Linked DNA regions of Strix aluco: region 2 is linked to region 1. A link is a contact called in public Hi-C data. All regions are on one chromosome and are shown on one strand. The core of a region is the stretch at or near the end of the contact, and the rest is flanking DNA. Distances in the headings are between cores, read along the strand shown. Region 1 holds the start of RIF1 (replication timing regulatory factor 1). Region 2 holds the start of MMADHC (metabolism of cobalamin associated D).

What was found. A called contact is a pair of places that touch in the nucleus more often than the background predicts.
Region 2: a contact with region 1 is called in a Hi-C map of brain, with 6 times the contacts expected there. The contact joins the promoter of MMADHC here to the promoter of RIF1 in region 1. A contact is called at or near these places in 2 of 2 Hi-C or Micro-C datasets (brain and heart).

What each region holds. Positions count from the first base shown.
Region 1 is chr6:2,667,937-2,674,753 of bStrAlu1.hap1, reverse strand. It overlaps RIF1 (replication timing regulatory factor 1), which reads left to right and starts at 2,713. Exons shown (of 34, transcript XM_074828470.1): 1 at 2,713-2,931; 2 at 4,283-4,361; 3 at 5,032-5,128. The coding sequence starts at 2,825. It overlaps TNFAIP6 (TNF alpha induced protein 6), which reads left to right. Exons shown (of 6, transcript XM_074828220.1): 6 at 1-1,018. The coding sequence ends at 92.
Region 2 is chr6:2,994,048-3,000,864 of bStrAlu1.hap1, reverse strand. It overlaps MMADHC (metabolism of cobalamin associated D), which reads right to left and starts at 4,327. Exons shown (of 8, transcript XM_074828491.1): 1 at 4,262-4,327; 2 at 3,958-4,008; 3 at 1,290-1,434; 4 at 827-1,044. The coding sequence starts at 3,966.

The DNA.
Region 1 (6,817 bases), core at 1,464-3,963:
CTATGGACATGCCTTCAAAGTCAAGTGATGGAAAGAATACAACATCCCAAGCAAAACCAAACTTCTTATCTGGAAAATTTGGTATTATGTGAGCAGAGTAACGAGACACACTCATTAAGAAACACGTTTTAGAATGCAATTCAGATATCTGTTTCTTCAGAAAAGACATTTTCTTCATATTTTTCTTTTTATTTTCTGCTTTTATATAAGTTTTGTTAATAAAGTATACTAGGAAATAAATTATAAAATATACTTACATGAATAATAGAAGACTATTTTTAGACTACAAGTACTGTAAAAACCTGAAGAATTCATTGTTACCAAAGATTTTAAAATTATTTTTCTATATAAACTGCTCCTTCTCCTCATTTCTTGCACCGTTTGAACAAACTTTTTGTGTGACTGTTTCAATTATTTTAAAATTTAATATGCTGTTCTCTCCTTATTTTCCTTGATTTCCACATATTTATTTTTTAGATTGTTACTTTGTTTCTTCCTGTTCTTTACACATTTCTTTTGATTAGCTCGTTTCCCTCAACTCAAAAAGCCTTTAAAGTAAGCTTATTTTTAAGATACATAAATTCATCTTTAATAAATTCATTCATTACATCATTCACGTAATTCTCTGAAGTCAGAAGATTTGGAAGCAGCATGAACAGCAGGGGATCAATTATATTATCGTCATAATTTTGTTGTGAGATCAGAAACTACTCAATGAATTTTGTCAGGGTTTCCTCATCCAGAGAAGAGATGTGCAAGTCTTTTCACTTCTCTGATTTCACATAGTAAAGAATCAAATGAAAGACTTGGTAATTATAATAAAACTGGAGAGATGAAGCATTAGAAGAAATTGCTAAACGAGTACCAGCAAATCTGCTCAGAAGATACTGTCAAGAAGCTGTATTTTGTTTACATGGGTTTTATGGAGACCGTACAATTTTATATTGATGAACATAAATCATTCTCCATGTTTTTAACTTGTTCCAGTCTGAAGCAGCATTAAAGCTACCTCTGTTTGAATCATGTCCCGAGTTTTCAATAATTATTTTTATTTCTTGAGAACTTTTCAGACTTTGAAACATTTTTCTTGATTTAAAGCAGTAAATAAGTTTTAAGAGTCTCTTTCTTTCGCTCTGCATGTTTTCTTGACCCCAGATCTGCTGAAGTCTAATGCCCACTGACAATCTTCCTGTGCATTATATTTTTGTTTGGAGCATTGCGAATTCCTCAGAAAGCGTTTTGCACAGGAGGAGGAGGAGGGTCTTAAGCTAATCAGACCCATCTTTGCTGTATTTATTCTAATTCTTTGTTCTTTAAATTTATTTAACCTTTCAGGTTTTATTGTTGTAATTTCACTAGGAATATAATCCTGCTTTCTGGCTGTACTGGAGAACAGTGTTGCAGCTAGCACTGCAGCTTCTCTCCCTGTCATTTCCAACACTTTATTCCTGCTTTATGTGAGTGCCGGGAACCAAAGTTCGTATCACTACATTTAATTGTATCAAGCTGCACCTAAAATCCACTGGTGCTTTTTAATCCTGCCACCTGGTGGCCTGAGTAACTGTTCACATCCTCCTGTTATAAAACATTCCAGTTCTCCAAGGTCAGCAAAAATGTTTGTTAATAAGGAAAATGCATGAAAAGAACTGGTAACATTTTGTTTATGACCTAGGGTGGGTTTTTGTTGGTTTTGGTGTTTTTTTAAATGTTTAATTGAGAAGCAACAGGTCTTGAACTGATATGGACCAGAACCAAGGGGTGTACAGGAAATATCTGTCTCTCTGGAAACCCCCACGGAGCCAGGGGGGTAACGCTGTTTGGGGAAGAGTTTCCTTCCAGAACAGGCACTCTTGCTAAGCACTCCAGCACCACTGCGAAGCCTCGCGGGTGACTAAGACAGACTCAGCCATTAATGTGACTGCTCAGGCCTCTATCCCTGAGAAACAGCGTTTCTCCACACTTCGGATTTGCAGCTGCTGCTGTTACTTCATATTACACCCACAAACGTAAGCCACACATCTGCCCCTTGTCCCCCTCAGTGCCTTTACCCCACAGTGGGATATACTGTGCACAGGTAAGTGCTAACATCTCCCACCCGGAGATGCTGGCGGTGGGTGTCGGGCAGCGCTTGGTGCTGCAGCCATGGTGGGGAGCGAAGACCCCAGATGCTTTCTGTCGCACTCACTTTTCCTCATCATTTGGAAACCCCACACCGACTTGGGGACCCAACCGGAGATGGCTGCGGGGCTACACACGGCACAGCACAGACCCACATCTTCGGGTCTTGGGGAATTTCAGGTTTATGCAGGTAGGTTTCTGTGCAGCTGCAGCTCAGCTGTAACCGCTGCGCAGCTCTGGGCGCTCTGGAGATTATTTTCCAGTCCCAAATCAATAGTTTTTAGGTTAAAGTGGCCTCTGGGAGACCAGAAGGCGCGCAGCGGGGAGCCCCGCCCCCGGCGCCGCCTCACGTGACTGACAGCCCCTCGCACCCCTCCCCTTCCCGCCCCGGGCTGCCGCCACCAATCGGCAGCGAGGGGCGGTGCCCTCCGGGGCAGGGGGGCGGTGCCCACCAGGCGCGGGAAGCGATCCATCGCTCCGCGCTCCGCCGCGCGCGGACAAAACGCGTGGCGCCGCTCGATGTCCTCCGGCTCGACCGCCGGCCCCGCCTCCCCCGCGTTCCCATTGGCTGGGCCGGCGCGGCCCCGCGGCCCGCGCGCCGCCAGTCCCGCGCGCCGCCATCTTAGCCCGGGAAAGACGGCGCGGGACGAGCGGCGGCTGGGCTCGGGGCTGGCGGTATTAGGTTGCCCGCTCGTCCAGCAGCACCATGAGTGCTCCTGCCGCCTGCCCCAGTCTCCAGCCCCTGCTGGAGACTCTGGAGGACCCAGCCGCCCCGCCGGGGGAGCTCACCGACGCGCACCTCACTATCGTTAAGTGAGTGCGGGCCGCGGCCGCCGCCTCCTCAGGGCGGCGGGGGCAGCGTGAGGGGAGCGGGGAGGCCCGCGGTGTCTGAGGGGGCGATGGTCGGTCTCGGCCCTGTGTGGCTCCCCGCCGGCGTGGGGCAGGCTCGACCCGCGTGTGGCTGGGCCGAGAGCAGGGGAGAGTGAGCCCCGGGAAGCCGCGGCGGAGCAGGGAGGGAAGCTTCTGCCCGGCCCGAAATGCGGGCAGCCGGGGAGGGCTGCAGGGCGTGGGGCTGCGTAGTCGCTGGCTGGAGATCGCGGGAAATATGTAGGCCTGAAGTGGGAGGAAGGCGGGAGGGAGTCCTGGGGTCTGCTTATCCGAGAGCCTCTCCTTGTGCATTTCCCGGGGAGACCGCGGAGGCGAGTGAAGGAATGTTGAGAAATAGTAACTTCTTTTCTAACTGGAAGAAGTCTTACATTTCAGCTTTATGATTGGAAAGGTTAGGTATGTTGCTGTGTATCGTGTCTTCTCTTAATTGCATTTCTTTCTGGAAGGTGCTTCTTAATCATGAGGTTCTGCTTTTAGCTGGATCTTTCAAGTTTGTTAGCATATGCAAAGGCATTATCTCTTCCCCTCAGTATCTCCCTTTCAGCTTTTTAGTAACTTTTAAAGCCATAACTGCTTAGATACCAGCGATACTGATCACACTGTAAGATTATACAGGTTTGTAGTAATAACTGACAAAAAAAGTGCTAATTTAAAGATAATATTAAGCAACAACCGATTTCTCAGGTTGTCTTCTGGATGATTGCATTTAATATGGTTGGTTTTTGCTATCTGAAACTTGATTGTTAACATTTTATAGGGCAAGTATAGCTTTTCTGTATGGATGTCTTTCAGGTATGTCATCACTGCCAGTTGTCAAACCAGAATTTTGGGGGAGCCTGTGTTCTAGAGCTGCTTTTGAGGAACGTGCTTTTTAAGCTCATATATTTCTGTGGAAAGTTTATCTAATTTCCAGCAGTTGTGTAAAGTTTCCATGTTAATTTTTAATGTCTTTTATAAAAGTTGACAAAGAATTAAAGCCCTTAATGGTTTGGGGGTTTTTTTTATTCTCCATAAGCACAAAATGGGTCAGTAGTCACTTCACTTTTTTCAGTATCCTAGGACACATGTACTTTATAACACAATATTGTGCCAGTATGTCAGACTATGTGGTGACTGGCATTTTCGCTCTTTAACTTCTTCAGTGTTGTGTTTTAGCTTTCTAAGGAAAGAAAGGGTTCTGTACTAGGTAATGAATTGTGTATTAGAAACTTAGTTATGTCAGTTATAACCTGTTTAACCTGTGAATATTGCTCGTTTTCCTTTCTGCTCCTTAAAGTCGCTTGACTGGTGAGGAAGGCAAAGAATTCACTGCAGATGTCAGAAGACACTTTCCTCAGCTTTGCAAGGTGTTTAAGGTATGTCTTTTCCATTGTTTTCTGTACTTCAGTGAACAATGATATATTTAGGGAGGTCAAGGTCAGTGGCCATTGTAAGACTCATATTTGAATTCATTTACTAAGAATTCAAGCTAGTGATATAGCAGTGAGGGTTTGTTGGGAAAATATATCTTCCATGTTTTTAGAAATTGCTACAGAAAAAATAAAATATAGGGTCTTGGATGTGTTCAGGCAGTGTTATGCAGTCAAATCTGATCTTTCGGGCAGAAAAGATAGTGTGTTCTGTCAGCCTTTAGAAACACTTTAGAGATTTGGAATATGCAGTAAATGTCAAAATTTTTTGAAAGTTAATACTGTTCTTAGACAACTTTTTTTCCCTTTTAGATGTTTAAAAACAATTGGAGAGTCAAGTGATAGATACATAACAGATGAAGAAGTAAAGACCTTTAGTTGTTTAGGACTGACTTCAGTAAAGATGTCTTGATTACAGAGAGCGAAAATGTCTTCAGAACCTGAAATTGTTTTATTAGAGTGTGTGTAATCGGGAAGGATTTCCTACATGGGTGCATTTTTCATCAAGTGTTTGGTTCTGACAGCTCTCTTCATTGAGCAGAAGTGTTGGTTTTAAGACAGTACTTTACAGCTACTTCTGTAAACTGAGACTTTCTGTATTTTTTTTTTTTTTCAGAAGCACATTTCTAGTCAAAACTCAGAGCTAAGTAATGCAGCATTACAGGCGTTGGGATTCTGTGTTTTTAATTCAAGTATTACATCTCAATTATCTGGTAAGCAAACAAATGTCAGTGTAGATGCTGGTTGTGTGTGTGTATATATATATCAGAGTTCTTTTTTTATGTCTTTGTTAGTATATACTTTAATTTTGACAAAGTTTACAGTTCCCACATGGTGCAGTGTTGTTTTCCCTAGTATGAGCAGTGTGATCAGTTCATTAATTCCATCTTGTACAAAAAAAGTATGTTTTTTCATGCTGTTACACTAATACTGTTTTACTAACTTCTAGTTTTATTAAATGCTTTGGTACCAGTTACATACTGTAATTCATGTTGTGGAACTAGTAATCAAAAAAGATGTCCAAGTGGAAAAAGAATGAAGAATGCTTTTTTTGTTTGTAGAATTTTCAGTATGTATAGTACTGCTTTCTAGCTTTTACCTGGTGATTCCTGGTTGTTACACTAAATAATAGAATGATTCGGGTTAGAAGGGACCTTTAATCCAACCCCATATATTGTGCTGGTAAATATTTCAAATTAAAGTAATTGAAAGTAATCCATAATCTTATGGCCTACATTCCTAGAAAGTGCTAAATCCCTTTAACAAAAGCTTTGGCTGCTGAGCACTTGTGGCTATGCATCGAGGTAAAACCACTGGATTTTGTTAGTAAGGGAGAGCTAATGTCCAAGCTGGCTGGTCCCCGAGGTGCCTGTTACATGTCCCAGGGCTCGGGCATATCCAGTTGCAATAACACGATCAGAAGCTGCTCAGTGTCAGCTGTCCCGGTGTGTGTGTGTGTCAGGTTGGGTGAAGGTGGAAGGTGCTTGAGCTAAGGTTGCCTTTCATGGGCACAGAAGGAAGTGCGGTGGGATTTGGCTGTTGCGTGGTGCCTTGATGGTGCAAACGGCGTACTGTCAATTATTCTTTCTTCTAAGAAGTGTTAAATACTCTTGGACAAATGTTCTGGAATGAGCTTTATTAGAGAGAAACTTAACCTCAGGCAAGACTGAACAAAATCATATGTGTGGATGTGTAGGGAGCATTTTTCCATGTGACTGCCATTCTGTTTGTTGAAATTTGGTTTGTTTTTTTTTTTCAGTTCTACTCAATTTTTCAGTGTGTCCTGCTTTCCTATTATGCAGTATTTAGCCTGATTTTGGATGAGAATGAGGCATTTACGATGGCTGTGTGGTCCCTCTCCTTTCCCATGTAACTTTTTTTAACCAGTTGATAAATTACAGTCAATTTTGTTAGAGAATGTCAGGCTTTAGAAATAATTAAGTCCTGAGAGCAGTGGAGAGTTAGGGAGAGAGGACAAAAAGCATATGTACTCTTGACTGAGGAAAGGACTGTATGTGAGTTTGTTTCTCAGATAGTGAGATCATCTAGCCACAAAACCCAAATTTGTAACAAATCAGGCTTTGCTTGGAATTTCAAAGGAATGCATGATTTCTCCATCTGTCTTCCTAGTTGCATGTAAGTCCTATGTTAGCCTTATTCGTTTTTGTGTAATAAGCTTGTGTTTATCTCAGTTACAGCTTTACCACTCTCTTTAATAATGAAATCTCTTGTAGACCCTAAAATGAATTTCTGTATGTCAGCATAGCAGTGGAACTGACCAAAGTGCTGCTAAATTCACTTGAAATTCAAGAAATTTTGGATAATTAAATACTTAATCTTTAGTTGTAGTGTTTTTAGGTAAAATTGTCTTCTGGTTTTGTGGTTTATAGAGGTAATGCAGA
Region 2 (6,817 bases), core at 3,078-5,577, 320 kb before region 1:
AATGCACTGGACTAGAATTTTCTGTTGGGCTTTTTTTACGGAAAGTACGATCCACATGAGCTGAAAACAGAATCTGGGGAGCTCACCAGAAGCTTATGTTTTCTGAACACTTTGGAATACAATGCTACATTTACAAAAAAACACCATACAGTGTTTTACAATGGAAATTTGCTAGTTGACCTCTGAAGTCTGAGCACGTCATAAACTCTGAGAACCTAGAAAGTTGAGTCAGCAGCTAGTAGCACTAAACATTTGTTGAAATGCTGTGATCACGCTAGCAATTATCAAGCTGCTTCTTGTTAATAATGCATCTGACTCGCTGCAAGCTCTGCCATTGCCAAAATGCAGTCTTGTTGTGAGACCTGAGGTTCAGGTATGTTCATCTGCTTCTCCTGTGTGAATTCAGTGGTTGTCAGAACTACACAGGCAGATTTAAACACTGTCCAAACTATTTAAGTCCAGATCCATTAAATGAAATACGGAAGAAACTACCAATTCCATTTGATAAAAGGTGGTAAGACTTGGTAAACAGCAAGTTCTGAAACTGAAGTTTTCTTTTCCCATATCCATATAATTAAGTCGCTACTAAAATGCTTTTTCACTAAGCACTGCTTATTCAACCCCCCCCCCCGCCCCGAAATATTTCTTTCTCCTAAAAGAAAAAACTTCATCTAGGTTTTGTGTAATCTCTCACTCACCCCAGCTGAAGTTCATCTTTCAAAACCACCTAAAAATCAACACTATCTTTTTTCAGGAAGAAGTGAAATTAGTTATGTTTCTCTTAGACAAGAAATATCAGTTTCACATAGAAGCAGCCTGTTCTTACCTGAAATTCATTTATGTATTGTGCCATTACAAATTCATGCCTTTCACTTGCTGAAGGCTCTGCCAATATATCAGGCAGACTTGTTGAAACTTGGCTTTTCTTCTGAGAAGCAGTGCCATTTAGGTGACAATCAAAGCCAATATTACCAGGCAACTGGAATCTCTGGTCCTGAGGACCAAATGGACCCATTACTTCATCTGGCCATACAGTTCTCGGACCTGCAAAAGTCAAAGCCTTGCTATAGTCATCACATCTACAAAGAAAGAAGGAAAAAAAAAAAAAAAACAAACACCCTCTCCCATACAAATATCTGTATTTGATCACAATCATATATAACCAAAGTAACCACAATGCACAAATAAAAGGGTCCTGACATAAAAAGCACACTTCAGAATTCCCAAATTTATATGGGGTGCAAAGTTCTGATACCACACAAATTCAAAGAAAATTTGCTTTTTCTTACATAAATCAGGAGGTGTAGCAGCAACATGAGGCTCATCTGAGCCAGAGGAACCTGCTGTAGAAAAAGCCTTGGGATTTACAACTCTTTTGACTAAGGAATAAAACCCTGGTAGGTAGGTGACCAATCTTGCTCTGTTACAGAGCACCTGAGAAGACAAAAACAAAGTAAGTATTACATACTGCTAGCAAAAATATTAGTTTAAGTATAGCTTTGTGGGTCTGAAGAGAAATCCTCACTTGATAATTAAATTACAATTTTAATTATGATCAACAGTGTTTCTGTAAAATCGAGTTTGATAAGTATTTTATTATTTCTTTTACATTTATACTACTAACAGTATTCTAAGGGAAAAGCCTCACAAACACTTACTGAAAGGCCTCCTCACGTGAGGAAGAAACCCTGGGAAGTTTAAACAGCACCACTGAAAGCCCACAACCTAAACCAAAGTTACAGATGAGGATTGTTTCCATGATCATTTCCATGCATGTCATTATTTCCATGATTGTCACAATTCAATCATGGCTTTGATTATCAGAAATACCTAGAAATATGGTTAATTAAGTAAATGCTGATATCCACGACATTTGCCTTGAAAGCTAGCACAGACATTGGCCAGCCCATATTCTACATCTTAAAAGGCTGGAGGGAGACACAAGATAGCTACAAGATGAGTCTGGAGTGATACTTTCATCTAGAAGCATGCACACGTGTGTGCTTACACACATTTCTCCACCCTCAAAGGACACAGCCCAACAGCTCTGAACTATGCAGGGAGATACGCCTATCAAAACAGGCAGGGGTGGTAATTTCAGCTTCTTTCCTTTGCTCTCGAAATACGTAGACATTTAACACGTGCAAAACTGAAGTTAGCGCAACCAGTGTTATTTACTCATATATTTACAAACAAATCTTACTGCAAACAGATCAGTATGGTTGTCAGAATGCCAATAAGCCATAAAGCCTTTATGAATTCCGTAGTCTTGGAATACACCAGAAAATCTGCTTCACACCACAGAGTTGTACTGTCAACATAACCTTCAACTGCTGAAGATGATTCTATCAAACTGATTCAGCCACACAGTAAACAGAAAATGATGCAATGCTATCTCCCTGAGCATGCAATGGTCGCAGCAACAGGGCTCCACAGAGCCAATGGCTCCTCACCGCGAGGATTATGAACTCTGAGACCCAGTGACAGTATCTTAAATAGTAATATGAGCAACTGTTACTGGGGTTTTGTGGTTTGTTTTTCTTAAACACAAAATATCCAGGTGAAATGATTAAACTAGAAAGCCTTATCTATTTTTTTATACTTTAAAAACAAACTGACAACTGTCACAACGCATTTACATATGCATAACAGAAAAATAACTCAAAACGTAGAGACAGAAGTATAACTTTAAAAAAAATTACAGCCTACTTAACTCCAGCAAAAAAACTGCTCATACTCTTGAATACAGCTGCACAAAAGCATGCATTACTGGAAAATGTAAATCCCACCTGCCATAGCACGTGTGCTTTCACAAAAGCACATTGTTTTCCAGGTGAGGAAATAAATTCTTTTGAGAAACCTGACATAAAGGGCTTTTCCTTAAGTGCTGTATGCCTGATTCTATAAAAGTTTACACATGTGTTCACCATTAAATACATATGCAACAAGGTTACTTCAAAAAAAGTGAGAAAATAGTATGTTTAAGATAAAAACTCTATTCAGAGTATCAGGACCTAAGCCACTAAGCATCAGTTTCTCACACACCACCTCTGCGTAAACATACAATGTCTAGTAAGTTCTACCAACATCATGAAGACTCAAAAGCATAAAAGCATATTTGATTTTCTGACTCAAATCAAGTATTTACAGGTAAGGCCTTAAGCTGCCTGTTCTAAAACACCTCTATGTTTAAAACGTTCCTGTAACAACAACAGAAGTCTGCTGATTCCACTTGAATGGTTTTTTCCTCTGTTATGTAAAACCAGTAATGAAATTAATTTTTGCATAATGATTACATTACAGATAAACCAGATGTAAACAATTACAGCTGACACATAATTACCAGAAAAGAGCGTTTTCTTATAATCAGGATCACTTAACATGCAGATGTTAGTGTTAATTACAGGTATGTTGACTGAGCTCACTTATGCAAATATTTACATACCTAGCATTACACAAGTGAAAAAACACCGCTGAAATCAATAAATTATTCATGTCTCCGTAGCAAGACTAAATCAATAAAGCCTGTTTCATTCTTCAGTCTGGAAGTACCCTGGTGAACCTATGTATTTCATCTTAATTCATGACATTAAAAAACCCCAAACAAAACAGATCCTACTTAATCCTCAATTCGATTATTCCCACAATATCCACGAAAATTGGCTTCCAAAATTTAAGATGAAAGGATGACGATACCGCTCCCTTCTCATAAAAATGTACCTTGGTATAACTGAGGTTTTTATCAATGACTCCCCCCTAAGCGCGGTGATTCAAAGACAGCTTTAAAGGGGAAATAAAACTCAAGCGTCCCGCATGACACGGGAAAGTGCTCTCCTTTGCCTTCTCATCGGGACGAGCCGCAGGGGCGGGTTGACAGCCACCCCCCTACCGCAAACCGCCGGCGAAGAGGGCCGCGACGGCGCTGACGCCCGAGGGCCGGCGATCCGCGATACTCACATTGGCCATTGCAGACGGCGGGCTCCCTCTCGCCGGCAGGCCCGGCTGCCCCTGCAAGAGAAGCGAAAGCACTGGCCTCCGAGGCACTGCCCGGCCTCACCTCCTGCTCGCCCCTCACACCGCTCGGCGGGGCCGATGGCCCCTCACGGCCGTTTCCCCGACAACAGTCCCGCAAGGCACCGCGGCGCTGCCCCGCTCGCTACAAGCCCGGCAGCCAAAGCCGCCAGCACCAGCCGAGGGGACGGGAAGGGAGAGAGAAACCCAACGGGAGCACCGGAGACCGCGGAACCGCCGCACCCCTCACCTGTTCCTGCAAAATGGCGCCGGCCGCCGTCCCCCGGCGCACCCGCGCGACGGGCGCTCGCCCCGCCCTTCCCCAAGCCGAGCAAGCCGATCCACCGACACCTCGATTAAGCGCCTCGAGGGAGCGGGCAGCGAGCGAGCGGGCCGAGTCGCTCGGCGGTAGATTGCTTCGGGCCGGGTATGCGGCGGTGGCGCGGCCCGGTGGGGAGCGGCCGGCGCCGTGGGGCAGCGTGAGGCGGCCCCTCAGGGCGGCCGGGTGGGCTGGGCCGCCGCACCCGAAGAGGGTGTTTCTCCCGCGAAGGCCGCTGCGGGGGTTCCTCAGGGTCGTCGTGTCAGCACCGGGTCGCCCGTCACCGGCGGTGCAGTACCCGTTGGGTGCGCCAGGAGTCAGTCACGTAATGTAAACCGGGCTGCCATTACACCTCCCCCCTGCCCCCCGCCCCAGCACTCGGCTGGGTCGTGCTGGGGCCGGAGAGTACAATAAAGTCGAAAGTGAATAAAAGAGGGGGTGTTGTTATTGGAAAAAAATGCAGGGGGAGCTGCTCAGCCACCGAAAGGCCGCTGGGCCCGGGGATTTCCTGGAAAGTCCCATCAGAACGGGAAACATAATGCCACTTCTAACAAAACCAGTCCTTCAGGGGCGATAGGTAGTTCCCTCAAATTTAATACAAACGTGCCTTGGTATAACTGAGGTTTTTATCAGTGACTCCCCCTTAAACACAGTGATTTAAAGACAGCTTTAAAAGGGAAATAAAATGCAAGCGTCCTACATAATGGGTTAGTGCTCTCCTTCGACGGCGTCGCTTTGCCTTCTCATCGGGACAAGCTGCAGGGGTGGGTTGACAGCCACCCCCGTACCCTTGTTCTACAAAAATAACTGTTTTACAAAATAAGAATAAAGCCCTTCTTCAATAAACTAAAGACTTCTCTTTTTTTTTTTTCCTCCTTCGTTGTGAAAGGGCTTCCTTTCTCCACCTTTTCTCCTTGGGCCTGGTTATTGGGTGAGGTTTGCTTACAAAGCTAGCTTTTATTTCAAATAAACTTTTCCATTATGAGCTCTATTGAGGTAATTCCATGGGCTACATAAAGTTAATTAACTGCAGAAGTTATTAACGCAAACGCATATGTACGAGTTGAAAGCATTCTCCTTTGTGTGGCGATGCAGCGGCTTGGCGGTAGGAGTGGGCTGGAAGCCCCGTGCAGAAAAACTCTCCAGTGCTCCACAGCAAAGAGAAGGGGTCATGGTTTTACTCCACTCTACTCACCATCTGCAGCTGAAGGTGCTCCAAGCTGTGTTTGTGGGCAAGTCTTTGTCGCTCCAAGAAAAACGAGCAATACAAAGACAGGTTATGTTTGGTGTTGGGCCGTACTGGCTGTGTGGGTTCTGCTGAATAGATCGCTCACTACCCGCAGAGCGTATGTTGAATATATACACCAAGTCAGCGAGGCTCAACTAGAGCACTGATTCCAAAGCCACGTCCCTGCGCAGGTGTAGAGCTCCTGCACATCCTCCCTCTTCATTTGCAGAATGGTCCTGGTTTTCCAGTCCATAACATGGGTTCAAATCACCGTCCTCTTTTTTTTAATGTCTCCTGGAACACGGCACGTTTGTCCCCCTCTGGCCTGAAGTGTATTTGTAGGAAGCATCGTCTTAGCTCCTTCTTTTTCATCTTTATATTTGCCTTTTTCCTCATCCACTTCAAACACTTTAGCCATCATGCCATGTCTACCAAATCCATGACTTCTCATAAGCTATATCTTTTTAGCTTTTCTAACAAAGCTATCTTTATCAATTTTCTGAGTCCGGAATAGCTTTCCACAGGCACTGTGCTGAACAACCTCATCATCTTTGTCTTCAAGTTCAGCCTTTTTTGTTTGCCTTACAGAGGCGATCACCCTCTGTATCTTGCCTTCTCGTAAATCTTGGCAGAGATGGAAAAGGGAAGGGAGAAAGCTTTGCAGCTAGCTTAAGACTCAGTATTGTTTTCAGGTACCTTTTTTTGTCATTTTTTCAATATTGTGGTTGAATTTAGATCACGAGTTCTTTGAGGCAAAAACCTTCCTACTTGCATATGTGGAAAGTGCTGTGCATACTAATGCAACTATTTAAATGCTGAATTAAAAATATCAGGGGAGAGGTGCCCAAACCCAAATCCTCTTTAAAGCTAATATAAAAGAGCTGTATTGCTGTTGCTTCTGCAGTAGAGGGGAAACGCACACAAGCCATGTTGGAATACTAGGATTAAGACTCTTCTTTCTTATTTTTTGCCATTTCTTTGCTGTCTGTTCAAAGCAGCAATGCTGGTTAAGCAAAGGGAACTTTAATCTCTCGCCTTCAAAATAAAAGATTTGGCATTCAGATCCCTCTGAATGTGCACATGGCCTTTAATTTACTTTAGTTATAGACCACATGTTTCTGGAGAATTTTTTTTTCTTTGCTGCTGGGTTATTAGCATAAACCAGTTCTAAAGGTTTCAATACATAACTCAATAGCTAAAAATCAGAGCAAGAAATTGGCTTTGTTGTTCATAGTAATAATATTCACCCCTACAATGTC